Linked DNA regions of Rattus norvegicus: region 1 is linked to region 2. The links are chromatin contacts, called in public Hi-C maps. All regions are on one chromosome and are shown on one strand. The core of a region is the stretch at or near the end of the contact, and the rest is flanking DNA. Distances in the headings are between cores, read along the strand shown.

Region 1 (4,970 bases), core at 1,216-3,715, 100 kb before region 2:
CCCCAAAACAAAAGAAGGCATGAAGAATTGGTTTTCATCTTTTTTCTCTCCCTCCTGTGACTGTACTTTTCAATAAATTCAATAAATTCATCTCATCTTCTCTAACTTTAAATGTCCCATGTCACTTCCCTTAGTGACAATAATCAATAAAAGCCCCAATGGAAATATGGCCAGTTAGCGCAGGCAACAGAACAGGGTGGTGGTGTAACTTCAGTACTGCAGAGAGAAACAAGGAATTCCTCCCCGGACAACTAGTCCTGATGGAAGCAGATTATCTTAAACATTTAAACGATTCTCAGAACACCCAACGGTTCAAAGAAAGAAAAGCATGAAGATATAAATAAGTAGATATGAAAGGTCTTTTTAAATAAAACATTGCCTTTAACGTGACTTAAGAGGAAGTCTAGCTGGTTAAACAGTTTTTTATCTAATCCTCATCTGGAGTACATGTTCTTCTCTCAAGATGCCCACTTTATTAGTGAACTAAAGGTATATCCTTACATGCCTGCTAGGATAATATTGAACAAAAGGAAACTAACCGTAGTTGCTAGTTTTTTTCTTCACAGAGCTATGCGGTTAAGGGTTTGCCTGGTGTTTCTTGATATCAACGTTTTATCATGCTGTGAATCAACCCTTAGGATTTTTTTCTAAAAACTGCATTCATGTTTTGGCTCCACTCTTTCTCTTTGAAATTGTCTACTCATGAAAGAGGATATGGGTTTTCTTAATAAGCCTCTGGACTAATCACGTCAGGGAGCTGTGGAAGCAGATTCCAAATACAGGATTGTGGACCACGTGCCTTCAAACTCAGCCCACAACCTGAGAGCAGCCCTTCCTGTTATCGGACGCAGAGGAAATCCTGGCAGCAGTGACCGAGTTTCTGGTGTCCGTAAAGCATCCACGGAAAGTTAAAGATTCTCTCTGCTCAGCCCTACTCCCAGTGACTCCAGCTTCAGCTATATTAAGGGGATCAAAAAGTGATAAATGTCCTTGAGCCAGAAGAAAGATCCGAGAACCTTGATCTCACAAGTTTGGAGTACAGAACAGGAAATGGTGTTGAGGCTGTTTACAGTGATCGGTTTTGAGAAGGCAGTTGTAGATTCTCAGAAACCTAAGAGCGTTTTGCTTTCAAGCCTTAAGTGGGGGATCTAAAAGTGTGGAAATGGGAACAGTGTCCCAGAAACAAGGATGCTAGGCCATCTGGCTGGCTGCAAAGGTACATCATTTCTAGGGACAGTGCTCCAGATCACTTCTCGGCCAGGTTCTGGGCCCTTACCCCAACTGCCGTGTGTGTCTGGGCACTCAGCACCTAGCCACCCACACTAACCATGTCTTCCAAGTTGCTTATTAAGCTTAACTTATGTTCACTATTCTTGTAATCAACTAAATTTAAAACCTGTGTTTCATCTTGACTCCCTCAAAAAGCTACCACTGTCTCGTTCATATTGCTACCCCTGGTGCAAGATGTGATACTGCCCCAGCTCCCAGCAGAAAGCCTACATTGGAAACCTAGGTAATATGCTATTATCCAAACTATATACCCCTTTATTACTTGCTGTCTGAGTCATCTGGACTGTTTCTGCTCCATCAGCCTGTCCTCGGGGTACACCTCTCCTGGCCACATACTCATGATCCGTCCAGTCTCATGGCAGCCTCCTCCACTCTTCCTCTCTTCATCTTCTCTCCCCCCCATCCCTGTTGTCCCTTTCAGGATGTCTGACTGAATTCTCAGGTCCCGCCTTTATCACCCAATCGCAGCCTATATCCTTTTTTTTTACCAATAGCCTTGAATTGTATAGCAAAGTTTACACAATAAAGGCCAGTGTATACAAGGATGCACTTGTCTGGAAGGGGCAAGGGGAGGGGTGGGAGTGGGGGACCAGATCTTGGGGTTCAGAATTTAGCAACCCCTAACAGGATCTGAAAAAAAAAATTGAAGTCCCTGTTTCATGGACCTCAAAATATTACTCTATTTGTAAACAGCTGGGGTCCTTATTATAAGACAACACGAAGGCATGGAAACACTCTAACCAAGTAAAGGTGGAGGCAGACGTAAGTGACACAACTGTCTGTCAAAGCGAAGGATTGACAGCCACCACTAGAAGTGAGGAAGAAGGGGAAGGATTCTAGGCCGGAGTCTCAGAGGGAACCCAGCCCTGCCAATACCCTGACTTCTACATCCCATCCTTTAGCACTAGGGGGCGAATTCCCACGGGATCAAACCCCCGCAGGATCTTGCATTACATCCTCCTGCCACTGTCTTTGCTGCGCTGTTTGATTTCTGCCTGCCCATAACCCACCTGGAGACTTGTCTCCAGGGAGCACACAAATTCTCTAAAAGTCCTTGTAAGCAAGTTGATCTAGTAGTAGTCTTCAAACTCTCCCTGGGCTACAGACTGAACTACACACTTCAGGGACCACCACTGTCCCCATTTTTGTGGCCCCAGGCCTAGCATGGTGTCTGGCATTTCATAAGTGCCCAATAGTTGATTTAAAAATCCAGGACCCGGGGCTGGGGATTTAGCTCAGTGGTAGAGAGCTTACCTAGGAAGCGCAAGGCCCTGGGTTCGGTCCCCAGCTCCGAAAAAAAAAAAAAAATCCAGGACCCTAGTGTGTGTGCTGGGTGCGTCCCAGGTAGATGTAGCCCTGCCTTCTTTAAAGAATTTACTGATAAAATGACTTTAGTTTCTCCAGGCAAAAGAGGGGGAAATACAATTTTCTTTCCTGGTAACCTCAACTAATAAGTCATTAGAAGAAAGAAGCCTGGCCTGAAGCTCCAGGGAGCCCATTAGTCCTTGGTGATCCCTCTCGGAAGAGAACCCACCTCCCATGATCAGCCTTCCTGTTTATTAATACATGACAGGCTTGTTCTTCCACCCATTGTTACCTGGGCTTGCAGAGTCCTTTGAAGGCATAAATAAAAGATGGTCAGCTGGTCTCATTACCCTAGGAGGTTGTCTGTGCTGAGAATTCTCACAGCCTTCTAGACAGGATTTGCTACTGCAAAAACCAACTAACAGAGCCCTGTCCCATTCGCAGAGATGCTTAGTGATTCAGAGAACCACCAAACAGGACAAGTCTTCAAATATGACGGCCATTCAGGTTGTTTTTCAAAGTTTCTTAGCAGGGCAGAGGACTTTAGCTTATCAGTTAAGTCTGTCCTCCATGATTCTAGCACCCACTCATATATCAAAGTCAGGTAACAGGCCAGAAGATGGCTGCTCTTCCAACTACTTCCAAAACCGTTTTTCCCCACCCCTCTTCCTGCCTTTCTCCCACTGGGATATTTCTTTTGCCTTAACAATGAAGAGACAACCCTTACTGAATAGAGGAGATGGGGGAAAGAGGTATAGTATAGGAAAGTCTAGCCTTGAAGCTAAAAGCAAAAGGAAAGAAGACAAGACGTCTCAGTGGGCGGCAACATAACAACAAGGCTAAAGTAAAGGTCCCAGTTCAATTCCAGGGACCTAACTAATTGAAGGAGAGAACCAACACCCACAAGTAATCCTCAGATCTCAGCACATTCTCACATATGCACTTAACATAGAAATACACAAAGACTCACACACACTAAAGCAAGTGTTTAAATTTTTTAAAAGTGTAATATGTATTGTCAAAAGAGAGTATAGTCAATCAAGGCCAGTAAGTTGGTGTTGCAGTTAAAGGCGCATGGCACCAAGCCTGAGTTTGATCCCCTGGACCCATGGATAGAAGAGTTCTGAATCCTTAAGTTACCCTCTGACCACATGTGTGCTGCCATGGGTGTGTACATACACAGATGCACATGGGGGAGGAAGGAACAAATAAATGATTAAAACAAGGGAGAAGTACAGTAGGGATCAATTAATGGCACAAGTCATAGGAGTAGGCCAAATCTGTATCAGTTTTGCAGAGAAGCACATTTTTTAAGTGATTTTTGAGGTCTATGGAGGCTCAAAACTCTCAAGGGTAGCCAAGATTTTATTTTCCAATATTCTGTCTGATCCAAAATACTCAACACTCTTCACCATCCCAAAAGAAAAGGCAAAAGAGTGTGCTTGAGAATGTAAAAGGAAGGGATGAAAGATGGGCTCAGCCTTAAGGAAATGTGTAATCTTTAAACCACTTTGGAAATCAATCTGGCGGTTCTTGAGGTGCTACCTGAAAACCCAACTATACCACTCCTGGGCATATATCCAAAAGATGCTCCAACCTACAACAAGGATGCACGCACCACTATATTTATAGCAGCCTTATTTATAATAGTCAAAAGCTGGAAACAACACAGATGTCCCTCAACAGAAGAATGGATACAGAAAATGTGGTACATTTACAAATTGGAGTACTACTCAGATAATAAAAACAACGACTTAACGAAATTCACAGGTAAATGAGTGAGGTAACACAAACACACACACACCATACATGGTATGTACTCACTGATAAGTGGATATTAGCCAAAAAATTCAGAAAACCCACAATACAACCCACAAACCATATAAGAGCTTAAGAAGAAGGAAGGCCAAAGTGTGGATACTTCAATCCTATATAGAAGGGGGAACATAATCGCAGTAGGTAGAAGGAGGGAGGGACCTGTGGGGGGACATTCAGGTATTGGAAGGGACAGGAGAGAAGGACAGAGGGTCTGGAAATCGACTAAAAATGTAGCAGTAGGGGATGAGGAGCTGGAGCAGCTAGAAAGTCCCCGATGCCAGGGAAGCGAGAGACTCCCAGGACCCAACAGGGATGACTTTAGCTGAAACATGCAACAAGGGAGATAGAACCTGTAGAGACCTCCTCATGTAGATAGGCATGGCCCCCAGTTGTGGGATGGGGCCACTCACCCATCTCAAAATTTTTAACCCAGAAATGTTCCTGTCCAAAAATGGAACAGACTGAAGGAAAGGCCATTCAGAGACCACTCTACCTAGGGATCCATCCCATCTGCAGACACCTTGCTGATGCCAAGAAGCCCTTGCTGTCAGGAGCCT
Region 2 (4,585 bases), core at 921-3,420:
TAAATCCACTAAATAAAGCTTACTTAGTAATGGAGCCACCAAGGGTCATAGTGTCCCTTCCCCTATTCTGAGAGACCTTTCTCGATCACACATAGTAACTATACAGCCATGATTTCCTGTGTGCCTTTATGCTAAAACGAGTCACCAAACCCTCTCAATACCGTCCCAATCCTCTCCCACCAGCCAAGACAGGAAGAGGAGAGAAGAGGCCAACTTGATTCTATCCAGGATCTCAAGAGTTAAACTGACATTGACAGTGTTCTGGTGCAATGCCTTAGGACAGAAGTAATGGCAAGACCCCCTTCCTCAAATCAAAGAGTAATCTCAATGCCAGCATCAACACCTAAAGTCACAGTGTTGCTGCCCAACAGCGACCCACAACACGACGGTGTCCTTCAGCTATAAACACTTATTTTTGCTCATGAGTTGATGGATGGGTTGCTCCGTGCCGCTGATCTGAGCAGTCCCACTCCTGTTTCTAGTCACCACTGTGCCCTTGCAAAGTCACATGCTGCTCCTATTTGGTGACCACACCAAACTCTAGGTCCTCTAGTCAGGGTAGTCGGGGACGGAGTATTTCAGAGCAAAAGGTCTCACCTTGTACAGAAGCCATTCATGGGCCACTGACGACGTCAGTTTTCTACAGAGCCTGAAAGGAAAAAGGCTGGAAGAGATTCGAATTCCAAAAGCAGGTGAAGAGCTTGAGTTGAGAAGGGGAACTCCATGGTAGAATTAAGAAAGGGTTGGTAGGGCAGGATGCATGTGTTTCCGGTGGTCCTAGCAATTTAGTCTCAAAGTTTCAATGCCTGTTTTCTTCTTCACTATCAACAACCACAAATACTTTGTTTCCCATGCCGGTTTCCCTTTTCCTTCAGATTCAAACACAGTCTGTTCACCTTGAATGAACACACATTTGACCTTATGTGCCTCTCCAGATACCGACATTCTCTGAATTTAAAAAAATAAAAAAGGAAGGAGGAGAAGATATTGAGGTCCTGACATGATTGTTTCCTTCAAAGCAGGTCTGGCCATGACTGTCTGGGGACGATGTTGGCCTTGCCACAGTTCGTGACGCTAAAAGATGAAGCCACTCTGCATCGTGTTGCCCTTGATGTGGAATAAACACCGATCCCAGCAGCTCACAGTCTGCTCAGAACTGAGCAGAGAGAGTCGCTCTGCTTCAACAGAAAACCCCATAGCCTACTTCCCGATGATAGTTTCTACAGAAGCTGGGCACAACGAGCGTATCTGTGGGGCTCTCGAAGGGTTACTGGTTTCCTTGTGAGGGGACTGCACAGAGGAAATGACCAGGAACCTAGGCCATTGGCGTCTGAGGAAAATGGAAGCTCCTAAGCTTCCTTAGCCCCTAGGTTATGTCACCTGGGGAGACCGTCAAAGCAGGGCTGAGTATACATAGGCAGAAGAGGAAACTGAGGCACCACCAGTAGTAGCTGTCTCAGTAGGCAACCATGGAAGTGTTGGCTACAAGACCATCAGCCAACCCAGTCAAGAAAGCAGAACACAGGGTGCTGTTTGGGGCGGGGTTTAAGGGGACTAAAGTGAACATCTGAACCAAAGTGGTCTGAAAGAAAAAGTTTGTGTTTGGGCTAGAACATCCAGACGCAGCACATCACCAAAAAGGGTATGAATCCCCATGCTTCATGTTAACCATTTCCAGAAAATTCCAATGACCTAAAGCAGGTAGACAGGTGCTCAAACCTGTGCCAAACTACCAGGGTGGCAAGCTGCCTCTCTGCCGTCCCCAGAATCCTCAGGGTTTCATTGTCAGTGTGGACCATTGGTGTGTAGATGATGTGGAACGTGTCCCAAACAGAAGGGACAAGGCAGGCCAAGAACTCAGAATCTACAAAGTAGTCTCGGCCTCCTCCTATGTCTTCCGTCTGGAGCGTGAAGAGCGATTTGGTCACATTCTAGAGCTTCAGGGTCAAGTTTAATGTCCTCCCCTTAGTCTCCAAACACAAGATTCACCATCCGCTTCGGCTCGCACTTGGGCTGGGTATATTTCTACTCCCTTCCCCTCCTCTGCATTGCTAATAATTGACGCTGACACAAATCGCCACGGAGGACACATTCCTCAGGCTGCGGACCACTGATTTTGACCTTAATGTTGCTCATCTCAAGCCAAGTGCACAAATGCAATGGATTAGAGCAAGCAAACAGAAGTCCAGCCCTCCGGCAACCGGCTCAGCGGTAGTACCTCCCCCGCCACCCCGCCCCCGGCTCAAGTTTCCTTTCTCCTGGGAAGAGAGTGCCATCTTGTGGGCGATCAGTGAACTTACGCATACGCCACTCCACTTTTCTTTTCTTTTCTTTCTTTCTTTCTTTCTTTCTTTCTTTCTTTCTTTCTTTCTTTCTTTCTTTCTTTCTTTCTCTCTCTCTCTCTCTCTTTCTTTCTTTCTTCCTTCCTTCCTTCCTTTCTTTCTTCCTTCCTTTATTTCTTTCTTTCTTTCTCTCTCTCCTTCCTTCCTTTCTTTTCTTTCTTTCTCCACTCCATTTTTCTTTCTTTCTTTCCTTCCTTCCTTCTTCCTTCTTCCTTCCTTCCTTTCTTCCTTTCTTTTTCCTCCTTCCTTCCTTTCTTCCTTTCTTTTTTCTTCCTTTCTTCCTTCCTTCCTTTCTTCCTTTTGTTTTCCTTCCTTCTTTCCTTTCTTCCTTTCTTTTTTTAGGTTATTTTATTTATTTACATTACAGTCATTGCCCACCTCCACCCCCCACCCCTGTTCCTCATTTTATTCCTCTTGCCTCCCAGAGGGTGTTCCCCACCCCCACCAGGCCTCCTCCTTCCCTGGGGGAGGGTTAGACGCATCTTTGCATCGTCTCCCACTGTAGCCAGACCAGGCGGTCCTCTGCGTATATGTGCCAGGGGTCTCAGATCGGCTCCTGTTTGCTCCTGGTTCTTGGCTCAGTTTCTGGGAGCTCCCTGGGGCCTGGGTTAGTTGAGACTGCTGGTCTTTCTATGGGGTTGCTCTCCCTTTCAGCTTCTTCAATCCTTCCCCTAATTCAATCATTGAGGTCCCCGACTTCAGTCCAGTTGTTGGATATGTATCTTCCTCTGTCTCAGTCAGCTGCTAGTAGGGCCTCTCAGGGGACAGCCATGCTAGGCTCCTGTCTGTAAGCACACCATAGCATCAGTAATAGTGTCAGGTTTTGGTGGCCCCCATGAGAAGGATCCCAAGTTGGGCCTGTCATTGGACCGCCTTTCCTTCAGTTATTTCTCCATTTTTGTCCCTGCAGTTCTATTAGACAGGAACAATTCTGGGTCGGAAATTTTAACCGAGAATTAGTGACCCTGTCCCTCCATTGAGTCCCTGTCTATCTACTCTTCAAGTGCCCTCTCCTCAGTGTTAGGCATTTTGGCTAAGGTCACCCCCCAATGAGTCCTGAGAGCCTAGCACCTCCCAGGTCTCTGGGACTTCCTAGAGAGCACTTCCACTTCCCACCCTCCCCCCTGAGGCTGCTGATTTGCATTCATTCTCTTGGCCTCTGGGCTTCTCTCCTGTCCCCTCATATCTGATCCTGTTCCCCCTTTCCCCTCTCCCACCCAGGTCCAACCATCCCTCTGCCTCCCATGATTATTTCCTTCCCCTTCTAAGTAGGACTGGAGCCTCCTCACATACACCTTTCTGCCTGTTACTCTTCTTATGGTCTGTGGGCTGTATCGTAGGTAGTCTGGACTTTTGGGTTAATATCCACTTATCAGTGAGTACATACCATACATGTCCTCTTGGGTCTGAGTCTTCTGCACGGTATCCAGGCCATCCCAACACTGCTCTTAGGGGTGAGCTGATCCTGATTTTCAGCATCTGCTGACAGTGTAACATCACAGCTGCAGGAGATACACACGGCATGACACACACCATGACACACACTGTGACACACACTGTAACACACACCGTGACCCCAGCTCCCAACCTGTGGAATGAGCTGACCCCATCCTGCCACCAGAGACCATCTTGTGTTCATCTGTAGAGAAGCTCTCCTGCTCACTACTCAGAGAGATGTCCACAAAAGAGTGCCAGCACTTAAGAGGCTGAGGCAGGAAGGTAGAGAGTTCAAGGCCAACCTGAGCTACACAGCAAGACTCTGTCTCACAGGAAAAAAAAATCTAGAAGGCCAGATCTAGAACCGAATGATCTAAAGAACTACCAAGCAACAGCAAAATGGCAAGCAGAGAAGTTGTACCTTTCCACTCATTTAGAGAGACAGGGTTCACAGGTCTTGGTTGTCTGTCCCACCAGAGCTGCTTTTCACAAGTGGTAGTACATAGGGGGCAGCACTGGGATTCCTGTTAAAATTCACCAGTGCCATGTGCCTTGATAAATATGTCATTTTCTCAAGTAAGCTCCAATCTCATCTTCTCCTCCGTCCTCCTTTCTGTGTCACCTAGGAGGTTCTGAAGATTCTCACATTAAAAGGGCCAACAGGGGGATGCGCAAACAGCCCCCCAAGCAGGAAAATGCTTCTGAGACAGTGGTACTTACTCAGCACCTCATAAATGCCAGGAAACCAGCAGATCTCATTTCATCCTTGAAGCAACTCTGTCTGTAGCCATCAACTACCAACTCAG

The links. Hi-C and Micro-C count contacts between places; a contact is called where the count stands out from the background.
Region 1: a Hi-C map of frontal cortex shows a contact between it and region 2, with 1.6 times the contacts expected there. The contact joins two enhancer-like sites. A contact is called at or near these places in 4 of 12 Hi-C or Micro-C datasets (the A7r5 cell line, frontal cortex and liver).

Annotation. Positions count from the first base shown.
Region 1 is chr4:65,116,351-65,121,320 of GRCr8, reverse strand. No RefSeq gene overlaps it. Among named protein-coding and RNA genes, the nearest start is that of Mtpn, 35 kb to the left of the region's middle. Within about 2 kb of position 2,465, at least 3 of the 93 cell types and tissues checked have an H3K27ac peak or open chromatin away from gene starts, as enhancers often do.
Region 2 is chr4:65,013,751-65,018,335 of GRCr8, reverse strand. LOC134486754 (a long non-coding RNA gene) reads right to left here. Exons shown (of 2, transcript XR_010066134.1): 1 at 3,730-4,585; 2 at 2,406-3,127. Among named protein-coding and RNA genes, the nearest start is that of Fam180a, 41 kb to the right of the region's middle. Within about 2 kb of position 2,170, at least 18 of the 93 cell types and tissues checked have an H3K27ac peak or open chromatin away from gene starts, as enhancers often do.